2 separate regions of the Rattus norvegicus genome follow, and region 1 is linked to region 2. The links are chromatin contacts, called in public Hi-C maps. All regions are on one chromosome and are shown on one strand. The core of a region is the stretch at or near the end of the contact, and the rest is flanking DNA. Distances in the headings are between cores, read along the strand shown.

What was found. A called contact is a pair of places that touch in the nucleus more often than the background predicts.
Region 1: a Hi-C map of liver shows a contact between it and region 2, with 3 times the contacts expected there. The contact joins the promoter of Gtf2ird2 here to the promoter of Gtf2i in region 2. A contact is called at or near these places in 1 of 12 Hi-C or Micro-C datasets (liver) and 1 of 1 datasets of contacts at active chromatin or transcription factors (oligodendrocytes).

The regions. Positions count from the first base shown.
Region 1 is chr12:28,170,931-28,174,624 of GRCr8, forward strand. It overlaps Gtf2ird2 (GTF2I repeat domain containing 2), which reads right to left and starts at 1,946. Exons shown (of 16, transcript NM_001393697.1): 1 at 1,697-1,946.
Region 2 is chr12:28,035,295-28,039,261 of GRCr8, forward strand. It overlaps Gtf2i (general transcription factor II I), which reads left to right and starts at 2,559. Exons shown (of 34, transcript NM_001401209.1): 1 at 2,559-2,916.

The DNA.
Region 1 (3,694 bases), core at 696-3,195, 140 kb after region 2:
CCGGATGTGCAGGGCCGGACGTGCCTGAGGGAGAGTCAGAGACAGGACTTGCCAAACCAGCTATCAGCCCCAAGGACACTGATCATCTGTAGCCACCCCCTCCCCTTCCTTCACCCCCCTGAGTGAGATGAGCCACCCTACCTGCCTGCCGAGCTGCTAGAGAGCACGAACACCTTGCTGATGTAATTTCGCGCCGAAAGTAACTGTGCACCATTTGAATTGACCAATCATGTGTAACCGTGCGAATGCCCCTAACCTCCCCTATATAAACCCCCGAGTTTGGAAGCTCGGGGTCGATTCCTCTGTCTCCTGTGTGAGATATGTGTCAACCCGGGATCCCGCTAAGACCCGGGATCTCGTTAATAAAGCTACCTCGTGCTTTTACATCAAGAATGGCTACTCGTGGTTCCTGGGGGCACCCCATCCCACAATTGGAGCGAGAGACACGTTCCCCGTTTAGGGGTTCGCTCTTTCATAACCTTCTGAAATCTTCCAGCCCTAGTACCCCCAATGCTGGGCTGACTGACACGTTTGAGTTACTGCTCTAAGCTTGAGTTATGTTTTGTTATTTTATTTTGTTTTTGTTTGTTTTTGTTTTGTTTTGTTTTGTTTTGTTTTTTTGGTTCTTTTTTTCGGAGCTGGGGACCGAACCCAGGGCCTTGCGCTTCCAAGGTAAGCGCTCTACCACTGAGCTAAATCCCCAGCCCCTTTATTTTGTTTTTACTTTACTTTGGATGGAATCCTTTTTCTGATTTGCATTATATTTTAAAGGGTGAGTTTTCCTGTATCTCAATAAAGCTGCTATAATCTGTTTAGTCTCACTGTGTAGCCCCAGCGGGCCTGGAACTTGCTATATACTGGCTGTCCTTGAACTCAGAGGGATCCATCTAAAGGCATGTGCCACTGCTGCTGGCTCATTTCTGTTTCTTTATGCTGAGTGAACATGCTAGAATGTCTTGGGTGTAATGGGTTAAATGCATTATTGAAGTAAATTTTAATTTTTAAAATGTTACTTTAAATTTTAAAATTACTAAAAATTTTAAACTTTTTTTTCAGGTTTAATGACCATTGGGTTTTTTTTTTCTTCTTTTTTCAGGAATTTTAAACGTTTTAAAGTAAATTTTAAAAAAATTATTTTGAAAAAAAAATTATTTTGATTGTTGTACTATGTGTTACGGCCTTAGGCCACTTTGTATTCTCAAACAGACCATACACAAGCCTCCACTTTCCTTATAGACCTAAGCCCCTGGCCGCCACGAAAACCAGATGTTCCCCATAATCCTGAAGCCAACAAACAAGGAAAGACAGCGAAGATGGAGCCAGAGCACCGTTACTAGGCAACCGCGATGGCCCCGCCTCTTCCCCTAGCCAATCAAGTATTTCTATACACAGCGCAGGTACGTCAGGTGGCGTGTGACCTCAGCACGCAGGGGGAATAGTTCTTCCCGCCTCCTCACTCCCGTCACAACCAATCAAAAGAGAGCTTTTAGTGCGCGCCTTGCGTGCAAAGGTCGCCTAACGGCGCGTCTTCCCCACCCCACCCCCACTCTTCAGGGCCTGCTTTCGGTGCGCAAAATGGGGTTCGGAGCTGGCCATCGGGCGCCTGAAGGTTCCGCCACGCGCCCCGAGAGTTGTCTCTGCCCCGGGGGACTTCCGGAAGCGGAAGTTGTGAGGGAAGCGGCGGCGGAATACGCACCTGAAGGCCCTGCCGTGCGGGCCGCACCGGGGGTCTGAAGCCTGGGTTGCGCGTGCGCAGCGGCCCTTGGCAGGCGACCGGAGCACGGGGGTCGAGGGAGCGTGGGCAGAGGCGCCTCCTCTCCACCGGACTCTTTACGCTCCCTTTCCTTTTTTCGTCTTTATTAGTTTTTTTCTCTTTTAATTTTTTTTTTTTTGTCTTTGTTTGCTTCCTGGAAGGTCGGCTTCCCGCGCCTGTCCGAAGCACCCCCAATGGGGACGGCCACTTCCGGTGCGCTTCAGCACGGCTTCCGCGAGGCTGCCAGCTGGGGTGCGTGGCTTGCACGTGTCTTCACGCCTCCCCTGAATGTGCATGGCCTTTCTTGGTAGACATAGCTTTTAAAAACTTGGTTGTGCGTGGGTGTGTGCATGTGGTGGCAAGAGGACACCTCAAGTGTTACGTACGCAGGCAGTCAGTATCCATTTTTTGTTTTCGAGACAGTTTGTTTTGTAGCCTTGGCTACCCTGGGACTCGCACTGTAGACCAGGCTGGCTTCGAACTCAGATCCACTTGGCTCTGCCTCCCGAGTGTTGGGATTAAAGGCCTGTGCCACCATACCCCCTTTGGAATCTGGGCGTTGCGTTTCCTTTAAAATTTTCTTAGGCCTGTGTCAGTTATATGTTCATGTGTTTGTGTGGATGCGTATCTCAGGAGCTATTCCCAAGGCACCGTCTGCTTTAAGTATTTTGTCAGCCAGTGCACATGCAGCGCAGAAAGGCCAGAAGAGGTCATGATATCTTCTGAACCCGGAGTTATAAATGGTATGGATGCCAGAAACTGATCTTGTGTCCCTTGCAAAAGCAGAAAGTGTTCTTAACCGCTGAGCCATCTCTCCAGTCCCACTTTATAAGAGTTTCAGTTTCTTGCTTTAAAATTTACTTGAAAGGGGGTTGGAGAAGTGGCCTCAGCTGGTCGTGTGCTTTCAGAAGACCAAAGTTGGATTCCCAGCGTCTGTGTCAAGCATGGCACCGTGCTTGGTGGCTAGATTGCTGCAACGTTTCCTACTTTCTGCCTCGAATCTCTTTGCTGCCTGCCCTCAGTCCTTCACTTATCTTACCTAGTCTCAGGGTTATTAAATATCATTTCTGTGTTGGGTGGTGGTATAGGCCTTTAATCCCAGCACTCTGGAGGCAAAGGCAGGCGGATCTCTGAGTTCAAGGCCAGCATGATCTACAGAGCAAGTTCTGTGACAGCCAGGGCTACACAGAAACCCTGTCTCAAAAAAACAATAACGGGGTTGGGGATTTGGCTTAGTGGTAGAGCGCTTGCCTAGGAAGCGCAAGGTCCTGGGTTCAATCCCCAGCCCCGGAAAAAAAAAAACAAACCAAAAACCAATAACAAACCAAACGAAGCACCCAAACTGGCGATGTACTCGTGTTTGGTCTAGACCATTCCTCTGAACGTGAGATCTGCGTTGCTCTTGACATCTCCACTTGGGAGATGAAGAACCTCAGGAGGACAACATGGCCCAACTGATCCCCATTTCCTCCTGTCCTCCCTATGTCAAGGTCACAGGTCACAGGAGACAGGGTCTATCCAACTGCCTCCTGAATGCTGGGGTTAAAGACTTAGGCTACTATATCTGAGTAAATATATCCTAATTTATTAAAAATAGTCAGGTGGTGGTAGTACACTTCTTTAATCCCAGTACCAGAAAGGCAGAGGCAGGTGGATCTCTTGAGTTGGAGCCAACCTGGTCTACACAGCAAGTCCCAGGACAGCCAGGGCTACACAGAGAAACCCCATCTTGAAAATTAAAAAAAAAAAAAAAGTGGGGGCAGGGGAGGAAGCTGACACACACAAGTGGGTGGTGCCATCTGGACTCCATTTGAACATACGAGCACGCACCTCCTAAAATTAAATAAACACTACTCGGAGGCAGAGGCAGGAGATCTCTGTGAGTTCAAGGCCAGCCTGGTTTACATAGCAAGTTTCAGGTCAGCCAGAGCTGCAAATGAG
Region 2 (3,967 bases), core at 1,309-3,808:
AGACCCATTGCAAAGCCAAAACAGAACGATGACATCTAGCTAACAAGTCCTCTCCTGAGAGGATTAAGACCATCTAAGAGGCAAAAACCATTTAATGCAGTAAGAGATGGTTACACGGGAACGAGTCTGGACTGGAAAATGCAAGAGTTTACTGCACAGGCGCTGTTTGCTCACAAAGAAGCCGGGGTACATTTCCAGCAGTGGAAAATGTTGGCTGAAGATCAAGGTTGCCATCCGAAGCCAGTCTTTCCCTGTCCTGAAAGTTGCCAGGAGGGCGTGGACAACTGAGTAGTTTGAGTGGCATTCATATAGATGTTATGATATTATATCGTTATGAATGGTTTATCAATGTTATTGCTACTGTTATTGAATATAAGGTCTCGGGCTGGAGAGATGGCTCAGTGGTTAAGAGCACTGACTACTCTTCCAGAGGTCCTGAGTTCAAATCCCAGCAACCACATGGTGGCTCGTGACCCTCTGTAATGAGAGCTGATGCCTTCTTCTGGTGTGTCTTAAGACAGCAACAGTGTACTTATATTCAATAAATAAATAAAATCTTAAAAAAAATATAAGGTCTCATGTAGCCCTGCTTGACTTCAGATTCTCTGTCTAGCAGGGGACAATGATGAACTTGACTTCTTGCAAGTTCCCACGTGCTGGGATTACAGATATATGGTACCCTTTATGTTTTATGTAGTACATGAACCATGTATGCATGTATGCATGCATGTATGTAAGTATGTATGTATGTATGTATGTATGTAGTGCTGAAGGTAGGGGTCTGTGCATGTTGGCAAACACTCTACCAGCTAAGCTACATCCTGGCCTTGAATATTATTTTAGTATCACTGTATTACTTATTTTTAATCTTCTGTATCTATTTAAAAAACCCTTTGTAATGTTTTCTTTATTTGTTGTTTTGAGACACACAGTCTTATCATCCGACTGACATGAATTCCCTACTCAGACAGTTTGTTTTCCAGCTTGTATCTTAAGCAGGTATGCAGGACATATCAGGTGTGCATCCGGAAGACCCTCCAGAACTTTTGTCCTAAGCATATATAGGAAAAATAGTACGGACTGATTTAATTTCAGGCACGCATCTTAGAACATAGCCCCTGATGCAAAGGATGGGGACTCCTGTTTTGGGTTTATGGAAATTGGTGAAATATTCCAAAGATCAGTGAAATCCGAGTGCAAAGAGAAAGTTGTTCTTTTGACAACTTAATGAATAGCTCTGGACAGAGTCGACAAAGTTGGGTCACAATCGGATTAGGCAAGGAAACGAAGGGTGTAAATATTGTTAGGGGAAAAATCGTAAAAAAAAAAAAAAAGTAGGCGGCATCTGTAATCAGATTGCTTCCCAGGGATCCTTAAAAACTCCGTGGAGTGCAAAGAAATCCAACATGGAGATTCTAGATGAGGCTTTGTGGGTGCGGTTTCATACAAGAAAGTCGACCAGGGAACGCCAATCCTTGAACCCGAATTCAAAGGCAGGGTTTTGGAACTACATCAAAAGAGTGGCTTGCACGGAAAGTTTTCCAGCAAGCGACAAAGAGGCTGGGAGGCTGGAAAAAGCCTTGTGTCCGCCACCTACCGAGAAGCAACGTGTGTCGGGGGAGGGGGGGGAGGGCGCCCGAATATTCGGCCGACAGAGGGGGTGGGCAGGAAAAAAAAGGGAAAAAACAAACAAACACCACAAACTCACTCAATTTAGTGCTTTGCATTAACATCTAAGTTCTTCAGACACGGGCTTTTTTAGCTTTTGCATTAGCTTAGATGAACAGTTAGTCGATTCTCTCGAAAGTCGTGGATCTTATTAGTTGAGAAAAATAAATACAATGGACGGAGGGGCTTTAAATTAACTTTCTTTGTAGTTGTGGTAACAATCAGGATTTCCCCAATTTTCCTTCTAAATGTGGAGGTGTGTAAAGACTCGAGAGAGAAGAAATGGAAATCACGAGTTCCCCGCCCCCTCCCATCCGTTGCCTGTCCCAAGTTTGGGCAAGTCCACTCTGGTTGCTTCTATAGCCAGCTTTGAAAACATTGAGTTCTTTGTGTCCCGGAGCTGGGGGACTTCCCTCGGCAAAACAGGGTAAGGGCCATCCCCTGGGCTCCCCTGGCCTTTGCAATGTTCCCAACTTTGCAATTTGCAAGGGATGATGGTTAGCAAAGAGTTATTTAAGTGGAGGCTGTGGCCTGCTGGAGAAGGAAGGTGGAGAGGGCACTAAGTTTTAAGTCTCACCCCACTCCCCTCCCCCATCCGGGCGGCCGTGCAGGCCCCAGGTGCAGCCATGTTCTCGCTCCCACCACCCGCGCGCCTCCATTGACAGTCCAAGCCGGAGAGGGCCGGGCGCCGCGGCGCTTCAGCTCGGCCTAGAGGGGGGCGGTGGGGAGAGAATCTGGGTTCATCCCGCAAGGCTATCTGGGAGTTATAGTTCGGGGTACCCACTCATTGCGTAGGTGAGCGCGGGTTTAGAACTACAACTCCCGGTGGGCGGTGCTGCCTGTGCGCACGCGCAGCGGCACCTTTGAGGAACAAAAAAAAAAAAAAAAGCAAAAAAAAAAAAAGGGGGAAAAAGGAGGAGGAGGAGGAGGGTGAGAGAGAAGCTGGGAGAGCAGAGAAAAGGGGGCACCGGCGGCCCCCCCCCGCTTCCCTGCACGCGCTCGCCGCCCGCCTGCCGCGGTTACCCCTGGGCTTCGTCCCTCTGTTTCCCCCCGCGTCTGGCGACCCAGCGAGGAGCGAGGCCCCGCCGGGGGCGGCCATGCGGCGGTGACAGGAGCACGGCCGAGACGCACGAGCCCCCCTCGCCCTCTCACCTCCACCCCGTTCACCAGCTCGCCGAGGCCCCTCCGGCCTATATCCGCTTGCTGTCCGTATCTCCCCCTCCCCGACCCTCCCCGGCTGCACTTCGGGTGAGTTCCCGTAGCCTTAGATTGTCCCCTCCCCTGGAGTGTCCCCTCCGTCGTCCCCTCAGCCTCGGGGTGCCATGGCGAACAGGGGCGTCTTTATTCGACACTCTGCCCCGGTCGGGACCGTGTGCACAGACTCGGGTGTGAGAGTTGGGGTCTCGGCGCGCTGCGAGTGGCAAGGGGACAACTTCGGGGTGAGGAAGCGGACGCGCTGTGACCCCCAAAGTCCACTCCACTTGGGGGCCTTGGCAGCGGACGCGACGCGGCTTTGGGGGATGGGGCGGCTGGTGGTGGGGGGAGACGACAGTTGCACGCGCACACCCGTGGTGCGTGGGGGAGGGCTCGTGGCGTTTTGCGCGTGCGTACATTGTATACAGAAGCGTGTACGGTGGTCCGGGGGACCGGGTTCGGGGGGTGTTTGAGAGGGATGGTCTCGCGCGAGCAGCCCCCGCGCGTGAACGAGCGGACGAGTGAGCGTACCCCGGCGGGGCCGCGCAGCCCTTCTCCCTCGCTCCTGATTGGCTGAGTCGGCTGGCCGGGGGCGCGCGCGCGCGGTGCCACGGCCCCTCCTGAGCCCCGTGGGGTCGCGCTCGGGTTCGGTGTGTGTGCGTTTGTGTGTTATGTGTGTGTCTGGGGCTTGCGGAGCTTAGGGCAGCAGGCCGCACGCGATTGGCCGGCGGGCACAATGGGGGCGGGGCATCGGTGCCTGGTAACTGCGGCGGGGGCCCTGGCAGGGGGGCGGGAGCTACCAGGCTCCGAAGCCTGTGCCCGCCCTGGCGGTCAGGCGCTCCGCCCTGCTCCCAGGTGGAGCCCAGCCGTGGGCTTTGTCCGGAGCTGTTGGCTTGCAGGTCCGGTGGGGACAGGACTTTTTTGGGGGTAGGTGGGGGGGGGAGGAGGAGGAGATGGAAATAAACACAATGACCGGAAGGAAGACTTTAGCCTTGAGGCTATGAAAATAATCAGTCTGGCTCGGGCAAGCACCCGGACGTCGGGGTTAAGAGAAGGAATGGGAAGAAAAAAGTTTGCTCCTGCACCTCCACTTTCTTTTGTCAAG